Regions from separate parts of the Sus scrofa genome. Here region 2 is linked to region 1. A link is a contact called in public HiChIP or PLAC-seq data. All regions are on one chromosome and are shown on one strand. The core of a region is the stretch at or near the end of the contact, and the rest is flanking DNA. Distances in the headings are between cores, read along the strand shown.

What was found. HiChIP or PLAC-seq counts read pairs in DNA pulled down with a chosen protein or histone mark.
Region 2: an H3K27ac HiChIP or PLAC-seq map of alveolar macrophages shows a contact between it and region 1. The contact joins the promoter of INTS2 here to the promoter of CLTC in region 1. A contact is called at or near these places in 1 of 5 promoter capture datasets (liver) and 1 of 2 datasets of contacts at active chromatin or transcription factors (alveolar macrophages).

Annotation. Positions count from the first base shown.
Region 1 is chr12:35,845,737-35,853,250 of Sscrofa11.1, reverse strand. CLTC (clathrin heavy chain) reads right to left here and starts at 3,870. Exons shown (of 32, transcript NM_001146127.1): 1 at 3,829-3,870. The coding sequence starts at 3,870.
Region 2 is chr12:36,431,209-36,438,722 of Sscrofa11.1, reverse strand. INTS2 (integrator complex subunit 2) reads right to left here and starts at 4,330. Exons shown (of 25, transcript XM_021067302.1): 1 at 4,225-4,330; 2 at 2,619-2,925; 3 at 1,685-1,823. The coding sequence starts at 4,243.

The sequences.
Region 1 (7,514 bases), core at 2,621-5,120:
AGAGTAAAAAATAGAAATGTTGCTCATATTTTTCTACTGGATGGGACTGGTCTCTACAACCTCCAAGCCCCTGACCTGTCTACTCTACCACATTATTAATCACACTGTAAACCAGTGAAAAGTCACTTCTCAGGCCAAAGTTCAACAGAAAAAAAAAAAAAAAGAAAAAGAAAAAGGCACACTAGGATACAGTATAACTTCTCCTAAGGCCAAGAGGAGAAAATTTTTTCTTTTGTATTTAGTGTCAGAAGACCCAGGTTCAAATCCCATTCTGACAATGTTCCCTTGGGCACTAGTTTGAGTCTCACTTTCTCCAGCTGTTTAAGAATGATGTCTGGGGGATTAGGTGAAGACTTGGAAGCACCCAGCCACATTCACATGACACAACAGACTCTCACAAGAAAAGAAGTCTGCTGCTCCTGCCATTCACTAGTCATTGTTCACCACTTCCCAAAAGAGACAATATTCAACTAGCACAATGTTCTAAACACATAAATACGGGTAGCCAGATAAATCTTCACTCTTATAAACACGTGAGTATGGCTGTAATAAATAATGCAGTCCAATGTCATAGTCAATAGCCTTAGGTAGCTATTTATATTAATTAAAAAGAAATAAAAGTAAAAAAACTTAGTTCTTCAGTCACACTAGTCACATTTCAAGTTTTCAATATGAGTACGTAGCTAGGATAAATTTTCATCATGGAAAAAGTTCTATTGAATAGTAATTCTCAAAAAGCAAAAGCCACACAGTAACAGTGATAGAAAAACATCTTGTTAAATATAATTCAAATACCATGTCAACTATCATCAGGTTAAGGTTCCTGAAATCATGTATTGCAATAAACACCAAAATGAAAACGACTGTGATTCTACACAGAGTTCCATGTCTTAAATTATTTCCTGAACAAAGTGAAAAGAAGTACATTCACTAGAATTAGCCACACCCCTTTAGGCTGAGTAAACTGACCATTAGGAAAATTCTGAAAAATCTGATACATCTTAATTTAGAAGCTATTCCTAGAGTAGACTGCAGCATAATTCCAGGCAGTACATCTCTTCCAGATAGTACAGTTAAGCATACAACATATCCCAGTAATATTTAGCATTGTTTTCTCTCTGCAAATCAAAATAACCATAGCAAGGACCCCTACCATTGAATTCACAACACAGTCCACGTCTGTATTTACAAGTCAAAGGGAAAATCACAGGGTAGGGAGATTTTTAATTGCAGACTCAAGAAACCTGGGAATACAGCAGAATGTATCAATCGGCATAAAAATACCTGAACCAAAAAATGAGAATTGCAGGCAACATTATACATAGCCTAGGATTTTTTTTCAGAACCTGCATTCTAGCAAAATCTTGCTCAACAGGCATTCATCTGTTCACTGCCATTAGCGTAAACATCCCCAAAAAGAAAAAAACTTTCACAACTATTTAATAGTCACTTGATGCAGTTCTGAGCCTTGATGGATGCTTTATCTGGCCAACAGTTCACCTTGTGAAGCTTTCACAGGCTAACTCTACACTCAAATTCCTCAATTCCAATTTCCAATTTTTATCCTAAGTGTTTCAGAAAGTATTCTGCTCCTAGCAAACTGGCAGGCAGTCAGAAGTCAAAAACCTAAGATGCCAATTAAAATAATCCTTATTAATTTTTATAAAGGGAAGGGACACTAATGAGAAGTCAGGCGTTATCCTGGAAGAGGTTGGTGATTAGGGCCCTGTGCAATCAATCATTATCAGCTGGAGTATACAGTCACCTTAGCATGCTTAAGCATGGCATATATATTGCTCAAAAAAATGAATGACTAAATTCTTCAAATACATTTGCGAGGTTACTTTACATTCTTCAAATTATTTGAGAAGGAAATGGCTTCACTTAAGTATTTGCAAAAACACTGAACCACTTAGAAATTAGACCCGTATTAAATCTGTCTTCAATTAGTGACAAGGTTGGAGTTCCATCTTTGGGATTATTCAACAATCTTGTCTCCTCTTTAACAAAAATGAAAAACTATTGTTCAAAACACCACTAGTCAAGAAATAAGGTTTACTAGTGGGTGGGCTATACCTCTGCTTTGTAATACAAACAATCGTAACTGCTTTTTTTCCTGTATGATTTTACAAACTTGTCTGCAGGAAGATTACAGTCCAGAAGCACTTTAGTCTGAGGACAAGGCTGTGTTTTCCCCTCAAACATTACTTTCCTAACCCCTGACAATCACTTACACCCCCGCCTTAAGAGAAGAAACCACAGCAACTAAAATTTGGATTGAGCATTAACAACTTCTGTATCCATTTTTCCACATAATGTTTTTTAACCTTTTGTAAAATAGTGTTCTACTACATCTGATAACCAAAGATAGCTGAATAAAGTGTATTCCTTAACTCATTTTTTGAGGAGATGATTATATTTCAAGACTTAAAGGAAAAGAAGTCTTGGTGATGCAAGTGTTACCTGTAAAAAAATTATTATGTTGGTAGTCAGAATATTAAACTTTTTTATTAACAGTAATCCTTTATGTATAACAATGGCAAGTAGAAAATAAAATAGCCTTCAATAGTAAAGTGTCCAAAAGGTCACTAGTATTAGTGTCACATCATTCCACTGGTACCTCTTTTGTAATAATAACATTACAAAATTAGTCCTTCAAATGACTGAACTGAGGCAGGCCTCTTTAAGGAAGTAACTGGAAAGAAAGCCTATTTTATGGATAAATTATTTCAGCCAAAGTAGAACCAGGAAAATTGGAAGCTCAAAAGAGACTTAATTCAGTCAAGCCCTCCAACGATCACCTGCCTGGGCCCGCCACGGGCATGTTGCCAGATAAGACAGTCTGTTGCCTACAGGATAATGCACCATGGGGAAGAACTCTAGAAGCTACTAAAGGAAGCCAACGGCAGACCAAATAACCTTGCATATCTCCGGGCAGGTGTGCTCTATCTCCAGGGCTCATTCAATTCCATGCAATCCTGAGGGAGATACTCAGGGCAAGCCAACTACCCGCTGGACCAGCAGACCCCAAGATAACCTCTGGACAACTCTTTTTCTCCCTTCTAGAAGCAAAGAGGGAATAAAAGCCACACCATTCCCAGAGAAATCAAAAAAGGGGAGAAAAGCCGAGTTCTCCTAGAAAACTTGATCCCACACACTCTGCGACTGACACCGCCCTGAGAAATATGTTCCCCCATTCTATCCTCCTTTTCCTTCAGTGACCTTCTCTGTTCCTACAGCCTCAGGGAAGGCGAGAGACATGCCACCGCCGTCCCCCCCCCCCACCCCACCCCAGGGAAGGTGCCTTTCCTGTTGAGAGCCGCAGAGGGAGGAAGAAAAAAGGCTGCTCCTCCCCAACCCACCCGCGCCACAACTCCAGGGTGCAGACACGAAGGGGAAATGGTAAGAGAGAGAGCAATGGGAGGTGACAGTCCTGCACTGGCCTAGGGGATAAGAATTCTTGCTCTACAAGAAACGCGGGAGAACCCTTCCCCCGCCCCCAACCTACCCAAATGAATGAACTGGATAAAACCGGGGGGTGGAAAGGTTAGTATGCGCAGTTCTTGTCATCCAGGAAGCGAAGATGAAAAAGCCTTCAAATCCAGGCCTGGCCTCGCTCCCCTATGTACCCAGACTCGCGTCCTTTCCATCCAAGCCCCCACATCATTTAACCCTTTAAGCTTTCCAAATAGTGCCCCCATTCTCCATCTACCCCAGGAACCGATTACCACCCCCCCATTCTACCCTTTTTGCTTGGGCTCAGACTCCAACTTCTTCCTTCCTACCGCCCTCTCTACATAGCCTTCACCAGCCAGGGCCCCACCGCACCTGAAGATGCTCCTGAAAACGAATTGGCAGAATCTGGGCCATGGCGCTGTCGGGGGGTATGGTCTCCTCCTGTCACTGGGGCTGCGGGGCAGTGGCTGCCCAGGCTCTCCAAGGGAGAGGAGGAGAAGGGGGAGGGGGAAGGCTGGGCTCGGCAGGATAGTCTCCGGGGACGCAGGAAACTGGCAGGCAGACGAAAGAGCTCAGGTCGGGGGCGGAGGCTCCAGGGTCCGGGAGAGCCGCAATGGCGGAACCGGGCGCAGCGCAGACTCCGGAAACGGCTGAGCCCTGCGGAGGGATCCTGGCGACAGAACTCCGCCCAAGTTGCCTCACCCCCTCCGCCTTATGTACCCCTCCACGGAGTGCCGCGATACAGCGGAGGCGCAGGAATTTGGGGCGCAGTGCGCTAAAAGCCTCACTTACTGCTACGACACGGTGGTAAATAGAGGACTCGAAGGGACTACTTTTTTAGCCTCATCACTTTCCCCGGCCGCCTGCTTTCCCTCCACCCTCCCCTTTTTTTTTGCATTTTGCCACATCATGCGACTAGGGGCGACTAACGTCATTTCCGTGGGCGCTTTAGGTCCCACCCACGTACTTCCGGGTGCACGTGATGCTGGTCGGGAAAGGTCGGCTGCTTACTGCTAGAATGCAGCGCGAATTTTAGGGAAGTGCGGCGTCTCCTGGGAATGAGGTGGCTGTTGGGCCGCCTTGAGGAACGGCGGTGCTGGTCCCTTCCCCTGTGGGCCTTACCTATTTAAACCGAGTCCCCTTACGAAGAAGACGTGGCGTGGGCAGATGGGCCCAGCCTCCCGCCCTCTCCGTGACTCAGGGAAACCGCCTCCCTGCAGAGCGCTCCTGGCAGCCGGCTGCGGCGCTCCTCCCCCGCCTAGTTTCATGTGGTGGGTGGTTTGTTACTTCCCAGGGAGGAGGGTATGAAATGGGGTTTAAAAACCCTCTCTGCACTTGTGCACGCCCTTCTGCCGTTTGCAAAAGCTGACGCTTGGGTTCTAACTAGAACTAGTAGTCTCTTCGGATATTAAACAGTTGGTTCACAGGACAGTGAAAGTCATTTATGAGTATCTCAAGCTGGCCTTGTGATAGCCTTTCTTAACGTTTCTGCGGACATTTTGGCGGACGTGTATATGGGTCTAGCTTCGTAATAAATCGTGTTGAAGAATTGTAGTGTCATGAATACACTTAAGAATTGGACTAAAATTGTAGTAGGAGGGTTTTTTAAAGTCATGTCTAGTAATGAGCCTCAAAGATTTCTTAAAGATAGTATGTAAAAACCTCGGTGTGGTTAATGTACACGCTTGGAGAAAGGGATTAACTATTACTGGTCTATTTCCCTGGGACCACCTGAACACTGTAAATTAGCAGTTTGGGGATGCAAGAGCTTCAAAGGGGGAGCACCGCGTCTTCTAACAGCATTAAGGTATCTAAGGTATTCATTATCGATTAATAAACTTCCCAGTACTTTATTGCTAAAGTATAAGCTGTAATATTGCATAATAGCCCAAATACAATAAAGTGAATTTTGTACTTTTCATCTTGTAAGAGATGTGATTGTTTTTCCAGAAAGATCTTGAAAAATTCAAGTACACATTAATTAGTGTCCTTTTCAGTTAAATATAAAACCCTATTAGGTATACAATAATTTTGTGTGTTAAGCAGTTTTGCTTAAAGAAATTTGCTTAATCATTTAAATTGCTTTAAATGTTTTTCCCAAAGTATATCTCACATACTGAGGATGAGAGAAGAATCTTTGGCCGGTAAGGCAGCAGACTGTTCTGCAAAGAAAAGCTTTGCCACCATGTCGTCAGAGTGACTATTTATGCTTGGCAAAATTTCATTGTGTTTTGTTAAGCCACATACTTGAAGATGTTTTGTATTCTGCAACATTTGAAATTACTTTCTGATACCAGTTTAGTAGTAGCTGCTTTGAATCTTTTTTGGAAGTAGACAAATTCTAAATTAAATATCTAAAGGTGTTTTATTACAGTAAAAGCAATAGTTTAATCAAGTTATATTTCCAGTTTCAGAATCTGGAATACAAGAGCTATGTCGTGAACCAATTACCAAAATTTTTATTAATAACTGGAATACAAGAGCTATGTCATGAACCAGTTACTAAAATTTTTATTAATTTTTATTAAATTTTTAATAATAACTTGCATTTTCAAACAGACCGTAATGTTAAATAATTTAGAATTCCCCAAAGTAATTGATTTTAGCTTGAGTATTTAGTGTGGAATAGCTAAGCAAAAGTGCACTGAGATTCTGTTAAAGTGACTGCTGTGTCATCACACACAGAAATCTAATAAATGCATTGTTTTCAGAAATCATTTAGAGAGAAGAAAAATAGATTTAATACGCCCGCTCATTTCGAATACTGTGTCCTTCAAGACGATAAATCAAAAGGTTTTCAAAAGAAAAAGTGGTCCAAATCAAAAACATTAAATAAAAAGCAAAACCCAAACCTATTACTTTTAAAGATCAATAATTTTGGCTGAGGTAATGAGAGTTTTTTATGTCAGTATACTGTTCTTGCTAATGGTATAGAGTCAGGACAAAGGTTGTCAATCCTTAATTTAGAAGCCACAAAGGCTGAGTCACTGTTAACAGTTACCTGAGCAGTTACTGAATGGCTTTGTTTTCAGGCACTACCTTAAGTTAGAGAAGATAGGAGAAACCCAGCATTTGTTTTGATGCATTAGGTTAACTATGACAGTCTTTAATAAGACTATTGCTATAAATGTATTATCATCCCAGCTTTTGGTTTCAGAAAATGTTTTAGTAAGGTAACCATGTTAAGATAAATGGTCAAATTCTTTGAAGATATTTTTTGCAGGATATTCAATAGTAGGTCCTTTTTCTGAGTCACAGCAGGTGCTATTAGCAAAAATGGCATTGCTCATCTGCTATTTTGAGGCATACCAGTTTGTCAAAACCTATACAAGAAAACCTTATTGTGTCTCTAATTTTATATTTTATGCCAGGAACTATGCTACGTGTGTGTGTGTGTGTGTGTGTGTGTGTGTGTATCTTACAGTGGGAATGACACATCAGAAAAACTTTTCACTGTAGGATTTCTCTGAAATTTTTCGTCTTTAAGCAACTCAGGATTTAAGGCCCCTGCCTTTTAACTTGACCTTTTAAAAACAGCATGAGGTTTAGAGGATTAAATTGCAGGTATCCTTAACATTGCCAGCTTTGCCTTTCTCTGAGAGTTCTTCAAAGTGGCATACCCAAATCATGAGAAGAATTATTTTGAAGTGGCATTGGAGGAGGAAAGTGTGATTCTTACATTGGTTCCAGTTAATGAGGAAATTGTTGAAGACCATCAAAAGGAACCAGGTGTTTCTTCAACTTCAGAAGTCAAGGTGGAGCTGCTGAGTACAAATGATGAAGTTCATCCTCCTGAAACCAATGAATAGTTCAAAGCTTGTCCCACATCTTGTCATAAAACAGTTTATCTTTTGCCAACCATTTTGCCTCCAATTAATAAAGTGAGTCAGGGAGTTCCTGTTGTGGCTCAGTGGTAACAAACCCAACTAGTATCCATAAGGATGCAGGTTCCATCCCTGGCCTCACTCAGTGGGTTAAGGATCTGGCAATACCAGATTGCTGTGGCTGTGGGGTGGACTGGCAGATGCAGCTCCAATTCGATCCCTAGCCTGGGAACT
Region 2 (7,514 bases), core at 3,081-5,580, 590 kb before region 1:
GTCAGAAAGAGAAAGACAAATACCATATGATATCACATACCTGGAATCTAATACAAGGCACAAATGAACATTTTCACAGAAAAGAAAATCATGGACATGGAGAATAGACTTGTGATTGCCAAGGAGGGAGTAAGGACTGGGAATTTGGGGTTAATAGATGCAGATCATTGCCTTTGGAATGAATAAGCAATGGGATCCTGCTGTATAGCACTGGGAACTATGTCTAGTCACTTGTGATGGAGCATGATAATGTGAGAAAAAAGAATGTATACATGTATGTGTGACTGGGTCACCTTGCTGTACAGTAGAAAATCGACAGAACACTGTAAATCAGCTATAATGGAAAAAATAAAAATCACTATTAAAAAATAAACATTCAATTACAAAAAAAAAAATACTAACTTTTCTGAAAATTTCCTACAGACGTTTCATCACTACATTTCCCATATGCTGAAGGGTGCTGAACTAACAAATGGAAAACTCCCAAAAGAAGATCACTTATTTTACCACAGCCATTAAGTAATGTATTAAGAAAAAGATATTGGAAAATATTAGTTAAATTTAAAGACCTAGTACAGTAGAAAAGAGTAAAAGTGTATAACTGCCTGTAATAGAAAAAATTTTAAGATTTGTAACATATCTTAAAAACTAGCTAAAACTAACTAAATCTCCCCCTTACCAGCATTTTCTTTGGAAAGAGAATCAGGGTGTTTTTTTTTTTTTGGTCCAAAATTTATTAAACTAACTTTTTTATAAATTAACTGACCTTGAAATTCTCAAATTAAAAAGCATTTGCTTTCCAAATCTAGGCCCAGTCTTACATATCTTAATATGAAGATCCAGGTTAGTTCTTTGTATGGTAACAAACTTAAAATTCAGAGTTTCAATTAACTATCATCATCCAAAGTAATCTATGTAACCTGAAACTAATATAACACCATAAATCAATTCTACATCAATTAATAAATAGCTATCATTGTGCTAAGATGAGAAGTTGAAGAGTCTTCATTAGTAGAACTGGCATAGTGTATATGATTCAGCCGTCTAGTGAGAGGCTAACCAAATATTTACATCCAATTCAGCTTTGATATTCCCCACTCACTATTATGTATGAGGTATGTAATTCATTCACTGTCCAAAGGAATCACACATTTTTCAGAAATCACACACATACTTCACTTTTTTAGGGGTGAAATTATATCCTATAGAGATATTATCAAATTTGGTTATTTATATAAGTCTTGAAGTCTATATTTTCCTAATTATCCAGAAGCCATTGTATGGACTCCATACCGAAAAATATCCTCATGATAAAAGTATGCAGAACAGGCACATTATGAGAGGAAATACTAATTAGAAACTGACAGGCTTTCTTTATTTTTTTATTTTTATTTTTTATATATAATGATTTTTTTTTCCATTATAGCTGGTTTACAGTGTTCTGTCAATTTTCTACTGTACAACATGGTGACCCAGTTACACATACATGTACACCTTCTTTCTCACAGGCTTTAAAGTCAGGCATTTAATACTTTTTGAGCCTCTGAAAGGATAACACTTACATAAAAAACAGAAATATTGTACAAGAGGATGCAACCTGGCTGCCTTCTGGCCTGTTTCTTCTACCTTCTAAGTGTAGAGATCAAATCATGTATATTTTGAGCTGTGGTTAAAATAAATGTACCTTGTTCATAATTGCCAACAATTCACTAAGCACAAGACGCAAGCGACGAGGCGAATCACTGTGTTCAAACTCTAAAGTCAGTCCATGCTGAAGCTGTGATACCAGGATGCTCTCTCCACTGCCTCCTCCAAGTTTATGCCTGATAAAGTACAAACATGCACAACATTTATAAAAACACTGGCACAGAAATGACAGGGTGAAAATTACCTCATAAAAATAATCTAGGAGTTCCCGCTGTGGCACAATGGGTTAAGAATCTGACTGCAGCAGCTCAGGTCACCGAGCATGGGTTTGATCTTTGGCCCAGTGCAGTGGGTTACAAGATCTGGCACTGCTGCAGCCATGGAGAAGGCTGAAGTTGCAGCTTGGTTTCAAGCAGCTGCAGCTTGGTATCAATCCCTGGCCCAGGAACTTCTATATTCCTCGAGTATGGCCATAAAAAATAATCACCATCATCTACAAAATAATGCATGAATTCTTTTCATATACTTCATAAATGGATTACTTCTAAAATCCTATTCAGGTTGTTCATCTATTTCAGGAATTTACAACCTATGTAAAGACTCCATCACAACTGACAGTTAATATCCACTTTCATTAACTACAGTGGCTCACTACTGGCTTCACAACAGGCAAAGAAGGACAAAATATATGCCCAGAATTTGGGGGAATCAATGTAAGCTTAAAAAAGCCTCCCAAGAGATTTCAGGAAATCGTTCTACTCCAGAGGAACTTATCCCACCCTTTTCCCACTGAAAGTAACTGGCCTAAGGACTTACCCTGAATACAAAGTGCACACAAAGTTCTCAGCACAACATTTTATAAGATGGAATTCAAAAGATCATAGAATTTTAATTACAAATAAAAATACTGGATTCTTTCTGTTTTAGCAAATCCAAGTAAATACCAAGCCACAGATTAGATATTACATTACCTAAGCTGCTGTTCTTTGCTGGCGTCCTGTTCTAAAGCATGAAAGTCCACAGACAACAATGCAACAATGGAATTGACAGCTTCTACTCCAGAAAGAAGACGAAGGATGAGTTTTTTATCCTGAGCCCAGCTTTGGCTCTGGTCAGCAGGAGCACAAAGTGCCATCCGCACCAAGCAGGGCAGGAGAAGTCTTAATTCTGGATCGCTTAAAGATGCCAAACGAACAACATCCACCTTCTGCATTGCTTCGAAAGCAAAAGGACTGACAAACTGAAGGCTTGTACACTCGGTCATTATCACAGTTGATCCTAGTGGTTAAAAAAAAAAAAAAGAAGAAGAAGATGAAGAAAAAGAAAAGAAAGAGAAAGTAGGGGTATAACTCCACATGCATGAATGCCTCTCTTTTTAACAACTCTGAAAAATGTGGTCTCTTGTTAATAGGACTAGTCGCTGGCAATATTCCTGGCACAATTAAAGGCTCCCTATGTTTCTATTGCCATCTGGAAAATGAGAAAGAAAACAGAGTATATTAACGTCTCTTCCAGCCTTGGGGATCTTCTGTTGTAATACTCCCATTTTGCAAAGAAGGAATATGAAACCCCGAGGGACTAAGTAACTGGCTCTGAGTAGTATTACTAGTCAGTGGCAAAATCTAACGCTGAACTCTCATCTACTAAAACCCAGTCCAATATTTTCTCCACTATACCAGTCATGAGTGCCACAACGTAGAGTAAAAGATCAGCATAGTAAAGAACGCTCCTCTTTCGTTTCACATGCCTACCCAACATCCGTAAAGCACTGTTAGACTTCTCTTTCCCACCCTCCACGAGTCGGTGGAACCACTATTAAATAGCCTCACTAGCCAGAAGCAATGCCAGATTCAACGCTCTGGAGACAAAAACAGTATGCCATACCTCCTGTGTTCCTAAGTTTAAAAAAACAAAAACAAAAACAAAACAGCTGTGGAGGTGCAATTAGCTGTGGGAGAAAGCTGAGTCCCACTTGGGCACTTTTCTGTCTTCAAGAGTAATCAGAAACAAAACAGCAAGTAGCAGGTAGCCAAAGCCATCCCCTCTGAGACCCACAAAACTGCAGAATCGTAAATAACAAAGAGTCGTGGGCAGAAATGCTGTTTTGCTTTTAATTTTAGCAAGAGGAGCTGGCCTTTTAACAGAGGGGCGGGCTGATAGAGCAGAGGCGTCAAGACCTGTGTGCTCATAGGTCTCGCCCTGGGCGTAAAGAGAACCAACCAGTTCCTCTGGCTGAGAAAAGTCGGGCCGGTGGCGGACACGGACCTCGGAACGCTCTAAGAGCCTGAGAAGCGGAAGCTTCATACCTTAAGATCTACCCTCCAACCTCCCGGGACCCCACCCGGATTCCACGCTCTAGAGGCGGGACGCGGTAGAAATCGAGAGCGCGGTCCGAAGTTGGGCCTAGGCGATAATCCGGATTCCCCAACCCTAGCTGTGCCCTGAGTCGACCTGGACACCAAAAACCCAGACGCCAGAACCCATTGGTCCGGCGGTGCGATAGGGGCTGGATGCGGACCCTGCACAAAGGCAGAGCCCGGACTGAAGGGAGAGGAAAGCAGAGCAGACCGTTTCAACCTGCACACAGCACCTTCATTCATCCCCAGCGTCTGGCTCCGGTCGGCCACCGTACTGGACTGAGAGGAAGAGTGGCTGGCTGTGAAAGGAAACCCGCAGACGTCGCTCAGAGGCAACGGCGCGCGTGCGCGGCCCCACCCCTTCCTCCCCCTTGGTTTGCTCTGCCAAGTTCACTCGAGAAGATTTAGCAGGTTGCTAGCTGTCTTCAGTCTCCTTTCCAGACCCTACCAGCTGACTCTTTTTAAGGTAAATCATTAAGTCCTTACGAAGTGCAGTTTCATCGTCACAGGACTACCGTGGCGTTCAAATGAATACGTACATTAGTATGGAAACGGAATGTTAAAGTTGTCCCCACTGTTCATTGATCAGAACACGAAAGGAATCAGACTGCATACATTTCTTTTCCATCTCTGCCTGTGCCCTTCCAGCACCAAAGTTCTGGAATCCTGGGTTTGTAGAAGAATTTAAAAAGTCATCAAGGAATTCTCGTTTTGGCTCAGTGGTTAACGAATCCGACTAGGAACCATGAAGACGTGGGTTCGATCCCTGGCCTCGCTTAGTGGGTCTTAAGGATCCGGCGTTTCCGTGAGCTGTAGTGTAGGTCGCAGACGCGGCTCAGATCCCGCGTTGCTGTGGCTCTGGCGTAGGCCGGTGGCTACAGCTTCAATTCGACCCCAACCTGGGAACCTCCATGTGCCATGGGTGCAGCCCTGAAACACACACACACACACCAAAAAAGAATATATGTATATATGTATGTATACATGTATGTATATATGTATGTACAGCATTTTTTTCCTTAGTGGTACATGAAATAATGTTTTACAATTACTGGTGTCTTATATTTGTTTGATGAAATGTGTTATATAGTTCCTATACTCTAAGTCCTGGATGAAGTGAACATTCTCACCCCTGAATGGCTTTGATTTATTCTTTTCTACCTTAATTTTCAATCAGGTTGGGAAAGAAAGAAAAGGAGACTGGCACAACACAGTAAATCAACTATACTTTAATAAAATAATAAATTTTAAAAATTTAAAAAGAAAAGGAGAAGTTCTCTTGTGCAGCAAAGTTAAGGATTTGGCGTTGTCACTGCAGCGGCTTGGGTGGCTGCTGTGTCTCAGGTTCCATCCCTAACCATCACATGCTGCAGACTTAGCCAGGAAACAAAAAAAAAAAAGAGAAAGAAAGAAAAAACAAACAAACAAAAAAAAACCAGTCTCAGGCATCATAGGTGCTTTTACATAAGTTATTGCCCAGTAAATGACTTTCTAGAAATTAGAAGACTTAGGGATTTAAAGGAGCACCCATGTTCCTTGGAAATAGAATTTCAAAAGTAAAAAGATCTCAGCAGTGATCTAGCTCCAGTTTTCTCAACGTGGAACTCTTTTTATAGTTACCCTGTTTTGTAAGATTTCTTCAATTGTTTCTGCCTGTCAAGATCTTTTTTACTTGTCTTTTTGTCTTTTTAGGGCCTCACCCTAGGCATGTGGAGGTTCCCAGGCTAGGGGTCTAATCAGAGCTGTAGCCGCCAGCCTACACCAGAGCCACAGCAATGCCAGATCCAAGCCTCGTCTGCCACCCACACCACAGCTCACGACAACGCCAGATCCTTAACCACCGAACAAGGCCAGGGATGGAACCTGCAACCTCATGGTTCCTAGTCGGATTTGTTAACCACTGAACTACGACGGGAACTCCGGTCAAAGTCTTTTTTATTCTTCTTTTATACTGGCTGTCTACTTTGGCTAAACCTATCATATCTATGTTAATTTTATGGATAACATGTTGAGTAGACTTAGGTCCAGGCAAGGTTCCATAGGTTAACATTGAGACATCTCTCTAGTTGACCTAGCTCCACCAGTTAAGCCTTTTGAGATATGATTGTTCAACCAACTCTGAATCATCCCAGCTCCTAAAACCCTTTCCTGCTTGGGGATAAAGTTCACTTTCTTTAAGGTGGCATTCAAAAGACAATGTTTTTTGTGGTCTGACCTCTCTTAGCTTGGACTCCTGTCATATCTTACCATGGTGCCTCCATTCTAGTCTGAACAGCTTATTTCCCAAATCCTTCATGTTATTCAAGAGCCTTCTTACTATTCCTTCTACCTGGAATACCTTTTCTCTTTATGTAGTAACTCCCAAGTATCCTTTCTTACCTCTAGTGTTCCCTTGCTTCGAAATCCTTCCCTGACAAATCACCTGTCTCTTCATTAAAGTACCCTTCTTCAATGCTCCCAAGGCACTCTTTGCTTCTTTCATCATAGCATTTCACATATTACACCATAGTTGTTAGAACTCGTCTGTCCCTCTCACCAGAAAGTAAGTACCTTGTGGGCAAGAACTGTGTTTATGGCACACAGTATGGTACTTAATATTGGTGTTTTTAATAATTCAAGTATGAGTTATGAAACCTTACTAATAACCTGCTGAATGTACGGTTTATCAGTGTGAAGTAATATGAGCTTGATTTCAGCTATTCCCTCTTGTGTATGCACTACATTGCCATTCACATCACTTTAGAGGGCTTATCAAACTAGTTATGTTTATATGATCCTAAACTATTTCCACTACTGTGAAAATAAGAATTCCATGTAATTAAAATTTTGTAACTTCATTTTAATTATTTGCAAAACTCACACTAAAGCTAAATTCTTGAATATTCCATATGCCACGGGAGTGGCCCAAGAAATAGCAAAAAAAGACAAAAAAAAAAAAAGAATAACCAAGGAGCTTTCAAAGAACTCAAATGCCTAGAAGAACAATGGCTTCACAGGCCATTTTGAGGCTTGTGAAGAAATAGGCAGAGGACAGATCATCTAAGTCTTTTAATATCTATCTTTAGAGCAAGAAGCAACTATAAAGGATTTTCAGTTACCAAGTAAAGAACGTACTGAAAGTAGACCATTTAGAAGGATGTTTCAGTGGTCCACCCAGATAAGGTTCTCTTATCTAATACCTTACATGGCACTGCATAGTGCTAATTTAGACTAAGGTCAGGTCAGTTTAATATCAGGACATACATGATAGTAAATACAGAAGACCAACAATTTTTGTTTGTTTGCTTTGGCTGCTGGCACAGCATGTGTAAGTTCCCAGGCCAGGGACAAATCTGAGCCAGAACAATTTTGGTGCTTTGTCCCTACTCAGCTTAAGCATGGACAAAAATACTGTGGTCGCCCCGTGGCATGTGGAGTCCCCAGGCCAGGGATCAGATCCAAGCTGAAGTCTCGACCTAAAGCGCAGCTGTAGCAATGCCGGATCCTTAACCCACTGTGTGGAGTCAGGGA